2 separate regions of the Rattus norvegicus genome follow, and region 2 is linked to region 1. The links are chromatin contacts, called in public Hi-C maps. All regions are on one chromosome and are shown on one strand. The core of a region is the stretch at or near the end of the contact, and the rest is flanking DNA. Distances in the headings are between cores, read along the strand shown. Region 1 overlaps Parva (parvin, alpha). Region 2 overlaps Tead1 (TEA domain transcription factor 1).

Region 1 (4,388 bases), core at 1,136-3,635:
ATAATAAGATCATTTATCTCTACCAGCGTCATTTCATGGCTTTCAGTAGCTTTTGTCCTCTTTGTAGACCTCTGGGGTAAAGGACATTTGGGGCCTACACATGTTTGCAGAACAAGCTGGTACATCCTGTCCTTGCTACAGAGCCTGGCACATCGGTGGCAAAACAGACTTCTCTTTTGACACACTTTCTTTCAGGAGTCTGGCTGGACCAGGGCTGGCTGCAGAAGCCACCCCAGCCTTCAATCCCTGCTGGCTGCTGAACTGCCTCCTGGAGCCCCCTGGTGGCCAGTCCTATATTCACACACCCCCTCCTCACACTCTAGGTCAAGGAGAAAACACTCTTAAAAAAAAAAATCCATCCAAAGGTGAATCACTAGCACACCACATGTTCTCTGAACAAACGTGGGGTGTTTCACTGAGGCTGCCCAGGAAGATGACACCTTTCTCTAATGTCTCCTCCGTTTTTTATCCTCTGGTGTCTGCCGTGTACCAGGCTGTGCAGGTAGAAGAGTGGGACGCTCTCGGAGCCTTCCAGCACAGAACAGGATGATCAGACACACACCCAAGGGAGCCCTGGGGACTGCCTCAGGGAAAGCAGAGACAAACGGAGGGTGGAGGTGAAGAGTCGAGCAGACTTTGACGGCTTTCATCAGAAGAGAGCCAGGTAGGGAGAATGACAGGCATTCCATGGAGGGGATTCCAAGCCGGAGCTGTCTGGGGAGACGGTCAGGACACTGGAAGCTCTCAGGAGGGAGAGGGACAGGCCAGTGACATGTACAGGGGTAAACAGAAAAGGCCCCCTTTTTTTTTTCGGAGCTGGGGACTGAACCCAGGGCCTTGCGCTTGCTAGGCAAGCGTTCTACCACTGAGCTAAATCCCCAAACCCTCAGAGAAGGCTCTTAAAAGCCTTGTGTATTACTGTGTATCACCACTGACTTTTCTAAGCATGCTGTAGGCTTCATACATGCATCTGATTCCAATTTCACAGACGCTACGTAGGCCATCCGTGGCCCACCAACTCAACTTCAGCCCAACTATGAGGAGATCAGGGGACAAATCCCAGAACAGAAGCATCCTACACCACACCTGACCCAACTTCCTGGAAATATCAGGGGCTGGGCAGATGGCTCTGTAGTTAGGAGCACTTGTTGCTCTTCTAGAGGACCCCGGTTTGATTCTTGGTACCCACATGGTGGCTCACAACCATCTGTAACCTTGGTCAGAGGATCAGATCCCTTCTTTTGGCCTCTGTAAGCACTCTATTCATAAGGTGCACAAACATACAAGCAGGCCAAAATTGAAAAATAAAACAAAGGCAAAAATTTTAGAGAGAAAATATAAGAACCAAGGGAAGCTTGAAACCTATCCCTACCACAAGGAGATTAGGAATCTGGGACCACCTAAGGAAATGTGGTCCTGGAGCAGACAAAAAGGGTTCTTAGGTAAGAGCTAAGGGAATGTAAACAAAGTGTGGGTGTGGCCCCTGGTGAAAGTTGTGCATCAGGACTGCCTCGCCCACTGTAACCAGGGTCTCGTACCAGCATGAGTCTGTGGTAGGGGGAAGGGCATGACAGATACATGGGAACCCTGTATTAGCCCCATATATTCCCTATAAATTCAAGACTGCTCCAAAAAATATTAAAGCCTATTTTAAAATTATTATTGTTCACCTAAATATCTAAAAAAAAGAAAAAAGAAAAAAGAAAAAAAGAAAGAAAGAAAGAAGGAAGGAAGGAAGGAAGGAAGGAAGGAAGGAAGGAAGGAAGAAAGGAAGGGATCTTCAAAAGAAAGACCTTAGAGACAGTCCCTCTCTCATTGAACCTAGAGTTGTGTTTTCAGGCTACAGTGGCAACCAGCAAGCCCTAGTGATATGACATGGATGTTTTTACACGTGTGCCTACACATGTGGAGGTCAGAGGAGAACTTGCTGGAGTCAGTTCTCTCCTTCTACCTCAGGTTCTGGGGAAAAGAACTCAGACCCAAGGCTCTCATAGTAAGTAAGCACTTTTACCCTCGGAGCCATCCTGTCAACCCAGTCTTCAGCTTCTGATTCTCTTCCCATTGCCTGGACCTCCTGAGTGGGGACCACAGGCTTGGACCACGATGCTCAGGCATATGCAGTACCCGGGAGGCTCCTAGGGCTTTGTGTACACTAGGTGAGCTCTCTGCTGGCTGAGCTACATGCCAGCCTCTCGGTTTTATACCGAGGTTCCATGGGACGAGTCGCTAAAAAAGAAGGCTCTATGGTGATTTTATTTTTCTGTTCTATTTCCACATTTGAAGCTAAGACAGTTGTGGTGGTGGAGAGTCCTCAACTGTGCCCAGGGAAGGAGGGACATGGTGAATACTGAGTTTTGGAGTGAGCAATCTGGCAGGCTCAGTGTGAATCACAGACTGGTTGCAGGCACTGGGCCCTACTGAGATTTGCTAGGGATGCGTCCAAAGAGAGGAGGAGAAACAAGCAAGAGAGAACCAACTTCCCTAAAAGGAGAAAGCAACAGGCCTTGTGTAGGACCCCTTGGATCCAGCCACAACCAATCAAATGTATCCACTGCTGAGCCCCAAATGTAGGCCTGGAACAGGCTGGGCTGGCCCTCTGCAGACTGGCCTGACAGCTAGTCAAGGGAAAACCACAGCAGCACAGGAGGTGAAGCGGCTGCCCAGGGGCCCTGGCTAAGGGAAAGGAGTGGCTTGGAGGGAGTTTCCTGTGAGCTGAGACAAACTAGGGGGTTTCACATAGGACGCCTGGGAGCTGAACCTTGAATCCCAGGACAGAACAGGCAGAGACTTTACAGTGAGCCCACATCAGTCTGAGGGCTATCCAAGCCCCGATCCTTAGTCCCTGGACCACACTGCCAAAGGGTCCTGGGGCTGCATATCCAACCACTCTCTCTGAATTCTGTAGCTTCCCCTGCTCTCCATGGTCACTTAAAATCAGGACCCTTAACAGGCTACAATATGCCACCTGGAATTAGCTTGCTGTCTACATTCCTCCAAGCTAGAGACTTGTCAGCAAGTCCAATCACTGCTGCAAAGGCATGATGTCATCCCACATAGACTGGTAAGCAGTCTCTCTAAAGACTTCTCTTCTTCCCCTTTCTCCTCTTCTTCCTCCTCCTTCTCCTCCCCTTCTTTCTTTTTGAGACAGGTTCTCATTAAATGGTCCTATCTAGCCTAGAAGTCACTGTGTAGACCAGGCTGGTGTTGAACTCATAGAGACTCATCTGCTTCTGCCTCCCAAGCGCTGGGATTTGAAGCACTCACCACACCTAGGAAAAGACACTTAGACTTTCTCAGTCAAAGGCCATAACAGAATGTGCTACAGTTAAGGATATTTGGTATGAAAATGTTGTTTGTATTCCTCTTGCTGCTGCAACCAATTACCACATATTTAGTGGCTTAAAAAAAAAACACCTCACATTCATTATTTCACAATAGTGGAGGTCAGAAGTCACAATAGTCACTGGGCTGCAGTCAGGCTGTCAGTAGGCCCATGTTCTCTTCTGGAGGCTCTAAGGAGAATCCCTGCCCTTCCTTCCCTTTGTCAGGTGCTGGTGGCCTCCATTGCTTGGCTCATGGCCCCTCACCCTGTGTTCACAGTCTGTCATGTCACATGACCTCTTGGCCACACCTCCCTCTAGCTCTCAGGTCCTTCCCCTCTGCTTTTAAGGTCCTTTGCCAATGCAAGCACACCTGATGATTCAAAAATCATTTCTATTTTTTTACAGCCATCCAATTGATTGCCTTAATGATAATTCTACTTTTCCTATTGATTTCCCATCATCATGAAATTCCCTAGGGATTAGAATGTAGAATTTAGAGGGCCCTTTATTTACTGGATGGCCCTAGCTCCTCATTACCCATGAAAAACAGTTATTTAAAAAAAAGTAGAAGATTGAGGTTGGGTGTGGTGGTATATTCTTTTAATCCCAGCACTTGAGAGGCAGAGGCAGGTAGATCTCTGCGAGTTCAAGGTCATCATGGTCTATGTATCAAGTTCCAGGACAGCCAGAGCTCTGTAAGGAGAAGAAAACTAAACGATTGATCTGATTTTTGGTATCACAGTTTTCAGCCCACGGTAGGAGCTCCATCACTCTGGGGCCTGTGTAAGGAGAGGATCCTGGCAACTGCTGACCACCTGACAGAAGGAGAGCCTGGGAGGGGTGCCTCTTCAAAGGCACAACAGTGACTTAGTTCCTCCAACTAGGTCTGATTCTCAACCATCTATTAGACTATGGACTCAAGTGTAGACTCACACACATTGATGAAGGCTCTCCTGCTTCAATCACACCTCAACAGCGCCACCAGCTGGAGAGCAAACCTTCAACCAGAAGCTTTTAAGGGTGTTTAATCCGATGTGCCACCCACCACACTCTCATCTTCTTAAA
Region 2 (4,388 bases), core at 1,260-3,759, 380 kb before region 1:
ATACATTAGAAAGTATTTTCATGGTCTGAAACTATACTGTCTTGGTGTTAAGATGCTGTGGGTAGAATCCAGGGCCTTGCATGTACATACTAAATAAGCGCTCTCCAACTAAGCTACATTTCTAGCCTTGAAAAGGTGGACATTTTAAACTAAGATCAAGTAACTTCCATTTGTAAAGATTTTAGTTTTCACTATGTTTCTGTGTGATGTCTCTTTCCGTACACGTGCCTTTGAGGGCCAGAAGAGGGCACAGAAGAGTTGAGGATGGGTGAGTTCTCTACAGGAGCAGTACATGAAGAGCAAGCAACGTTCAATTGTGAGGAAAAGGAGTAATTTTACATCGGCACTTAGTAGGCCCTGGCAGACTACGCTTAGTTGGCCCTCAGTGTACTTTTTTATTCAGTTTGGGAGCTCAGTCTATGGAACGGTACCATCTACATTTCCTGAACAGTGAAGTATAAAACCACTTATATGTACATAATCTCTGATTTAAATGAAGGGGAGGGCCTGTGTAGGCTCTAGGGGAATTGAGCATCTGAAGCTTCTAGAATGTTCCACCCACACTGAGGGGCCGTGGTCATAAGGCATATTTCAAACATCAGCAATTGGGCACAGGGCGAGAGCCAGGCTCATCGGGGACTATCGAGGGCCATGCATGCAGTTCAGAGGGCCTTCAGCATGGGTGTGATGAGAGAACACTTCAGAAAAGTGTAGTCTGGTCCTTCTGTTTGCTAACTACATACCGTAAGTCACCAAATGTGCCTGACCTGTTTCCTCCTCTGCAAAATGAGGAAAACGGAACCTATCTGAAAGAGACAAATGATGGACTCAATGGCAAAGCACTCTGAAACAAACACAGACACAGGGGGAAGGCCAGTCCAGTCTCCAAGCAGACACTACAAGGAGGTGACCTATGTCATCAAAGTGCTCCCACCTGTGTGGACCATTAGCCCAGCAGGCCATTCTTCCTGGGTGGCTTCCTGCACTGGAGAAGAGCACACCAGGCAGCCTCAACCTTGCGCCGGTCTCAAGAGCCCCAGTTTTTGTGTCTACTTTACGTCATCGCAGCCCTGTTTTCTGACAGCCCTCAGAGTAACAGGTGGATATATCAGAGGCCCCCATACGAGCTCTCGGTGTACAGTGGTAACATGTGGTACACTGCCTAACCTTGGGCACCTCTGCACCCAGTCAAGCAGAAGCTTGGAAGGTCACCTCTAAGGCTCACCATTAGAGTGACTAGTACATGCAGGTATGACAAACTGTGTGCTCATCTCTGTGCACCTTCCTCTCCGCCCTCTCTTACTTCTCTCCCATAGGGTCTCACTATATAGTCCTGGCTGCCCTAGAACTCACTATATAGACCAGGCTAGCCTCAAACTCAGACATCCACCTGCCTCTGTGTGTGCCACCATGGCCAGCCTCTGGTTCTTTCTCTAGAAAACAGATGATAGCAAGACCCACAAACCTAACATGTCCCCCGAAGAGGTCAGTGCTGGGAGATACAGAGTGTGGAGAAAGGAGTTGGTGAGGATCCCAAACACTAACTCATGATTGTTTCAATTGCTGCCTGGGGCTCACCCACACACAGATGCAACCCTCACACTCAGAGCCAAGGAGTGGGCGCGAACAAAGGGTACAAGCTTATGGGGGGCGAGGAAGAAAGGAGGCTCACATATGCATGGGATGATGCGTACAAGATGGAGTGGGCGGGGAAGGAAAAGAAGAAAATGACAGACAGAGTCCAGATGCCTGTGTTTCTGGTATTTACAACATGACAAGGCGCTGCAGTCTACAGTAGCTATCAAAGCACCAACATTACTTCTGAGAAGATAATTGCGTTTTTCACTTTTTTGGGGTGTGGGGTGTGGGGTGTGGGTGGGGCTTAGAAATACCAGATAATATGATTGGTTGTTTAGCCTTTAGCCTTTTAGGATGAATGTTTAACCCAGAAGATATAACTATGTGACTAAAGAAGATACTAATTCAGGGTTCACACTTCTAACTGTACAGATACTTTATATCCCATCAGCCACACAAGGCTCAATATGTACTCCCTGTTGCTAAATTTTATGATACAAGCCTGGTGAGGCCTGCCCTCCAGCCAAGGTACCCCCTGGAGCTTGTGGTCTACACGGCAATAAACACTGACCTCTCATATTGGAAGATATGAGAAGATACCTGCCAACAGCCTCCTTCTCCCTGGGTGAGGAAGTGTGGCCTGGTGGCTCCGTATGCTTTTACACAGGACATTTCACACATGTGTAAGGGAAGGGGTCAGTAAGGGACAGAGCACAGGGTGAAGACATGAGCAGGCATGGAAGCATTTCCTGCTAGCCACACCCCTCTAAGTACACTCACCGAGTCTGGGTCTCTCTGCTGCTCAAGGAAAGCTGAGAATTCCACCAGGCGAAGCTTGGTTGTGCCAATGGATCGGCCCTGCCAGGCAGGAACTGAGGGAGCTGGGGCTGATGCAGGCTCAAACCCTGAAATAACAATTGTCACCTTTACACAAGTCAACCTGCACCTCCCTCCAGACCTCCATGGGGCAGAATTCTGAACACAGAGGACCAAGAAGGGAAGGACACATCCTTCCACTGCTGGCACTCAGGCTGGGTGACACTCTAGCTGGGGCTTTTGCAGATAGTGACAGCTAAGCAGACTGCATGAAGTGCATCATGAAGCCAGCCTCAGGTAAGCTTCAAGAGGAGCTGTGGCAGGGGACAATGTGATGATTCAGGTCTGTTGTTGTTTCGATTAAATGTGGAATCACCATGGAGAAGCATCTGTGAAGTTTAACTGAAGCAGAGGAAAGACCCTCCCTAAGTGTGCACAGCACCATCACACAGCTAGGGTCTTGAACAGCGAAGAACAGAAAGAGAGCTGAGCATCAGCATTCACTCTGCTTCCTCCAGTGGACATGATGGGACACTCCTCCCTCTATGATGTCACTGCCATGACGGGACTATACCCTCAAACTATACGAACCCAAACAAACCATTCCTCTCTCTGCTTGCTTGTATAGGTATTTTGCCACAGCAACCAATATTGACAGCTAATCCTGGGTAAAGGGGACTGGCTGGGGAGCAAGCTAAGAATGGTGGAAACATCCAGGGAAAGGTTTGTGAAGGCATCCTGTGAAGCCAGGACCCAGAGTACACTGCTTGTATTGGCTCATCTTCTATCTCAAGACCATGCTCACCAGCACTATCGAACGTTCCCTGAGAGAGGGGGCTCAGGAGAAGGAGAACCAGATGGGTCATTCAGATTCACTTTCTGCTATGAGCTTGCATGTAAGCCCTCTCTTACAGGAGGGAACCAACAGGGAACTGAACTTCACTACCTAAGAAAGCTTAAGTAGGGCTGGAGAGATGGCTCAGTGGTTAAGAGCACTGACTGCTCTTCCAGAGGTCCTGAGTTCAAATCCCAGCAACCACATGGTGGCTCACAACCATCTGTAATGAGATCTGATGCTCTCTTCTGGTGTCTGAAGACAGCTACAGTGTACTCACATACATAAAATAAATAAATAAATCTTAAAAAAAAAAAAGAAAGCTTAAGTAATCTGTGCCTGACTCAGTGACATGATTTGGCAGCTTCTGACCACAACAACTTCCCCTTCTAAGTGGGGCCCAGCGTCGTAAGTGAAAGTGGTCAGGCTTCCTGTTTCCTGACAGTCCCACAGAAAGAGCTCTTAGAAGAAAGGGGTTTTTTAAAATCTTTTTTTTTTTTTTTTTTTTTTTTTTTTTGGAGCTGAGGACCGAACCCAGGGCCTTGCGCTTGCTAGGTAAGCGCTCTACCACTGAGCTAAATCCCCAACCCCTTAAAATCTGTTTTTATTTACTTACTTTGATCATCTAAGTATGCCTGCATATATGTACGTGCACCATGTGCATGCCTGATGCTTGCAGGTAAGAAAAGAGCATAGACTATATTCCCTGGAACTGGATTAAGAAATGTTTATAACATTCCCATGTTGGTACCAGGAAACAAACCCAGGTCCTCCACAGTGGCAATCCCAGCTCCTGAGCACTGAGCCATCTCTCTAGGCCCCAGGAGAAGGAACTCTTGAGTAAAGAAACCCAGGGCCTGATGATGAGAGACCTCCCTTAGGGAAAAGAAGAGAGGCAGCTGCTGACTAAGACCTGTATCACTGCACTGGGACAAAAGAGGCCCCACTGCCCCTCACCCCTCATCCCAGAAGCAGGAAGACTCACCTGGAATGGGGGCTGTGACTGCTGGCTGGATGGGGTAGGCCTGCTGCACAAAGGGCTTGACGCTGGGGGAAAAAATGGTTAGCAAGAGTCAAATTTACGGGATGCAGTGGTGGCTACTGCCCAAGCCTGGCCCTGGCCTGCAGTAGACTTCCCCATCATCCCTTCTGCCTGGCT

Evidence for each region. Hi-C and Micro-C count contacts between places; a contact is called where the count stands out from the background.
Region 2: a contact with region 1 is called in a Hi-C map of Schwann cells, with 5 times the contacts expected there. The contact joins two enhancer-like sites. A contact is called at or near these places in 11 of 12 Hi-C or Micro-C datasets (the Rat2 cell line, Schwann cells, frontal cortex and 6 more) and 1 of 1 datasets of contacts at active chromatin or transcription factors (oligodendrocytes).

Annotation. Positions count from the first base shown.
Region 1 is chr1:176,015,443-176,019,830 of GRCr8, reverse strand. The region is part of intron 1 of Parva (parvin, alpha); the gene reads right to left. Among named protein-coding and RNA genes, the nearest start is that of Parva, 36 kb to the right of the region's middle. Within about 2 kb of position 2,385, at least 9 of the 93 cell types and tissues checked have an H3K27ac peak or open chromatin away from gene starts, as enhancers often do.
Region 2 is chr1:176,400,317-176,404,704 of GRCr8, reverse strand. It overlaps Tead1 (TEA domain transcription factor 1), which reads right to left. Exons shown (of 13, transcript NM_001198589.2): 8 at 4,215-4,276; 9 at 2,359-2,483. Among named protein-coding and RNA genes, the nearest start is that of Rassf10, 90 kb to the left of the region's middle. Within about 2 kb of position 2,509, at least 14 of the 93 cell types and tissues checked have an H3K27ac peak or open chromatin away from gene starts, as enhancers often do.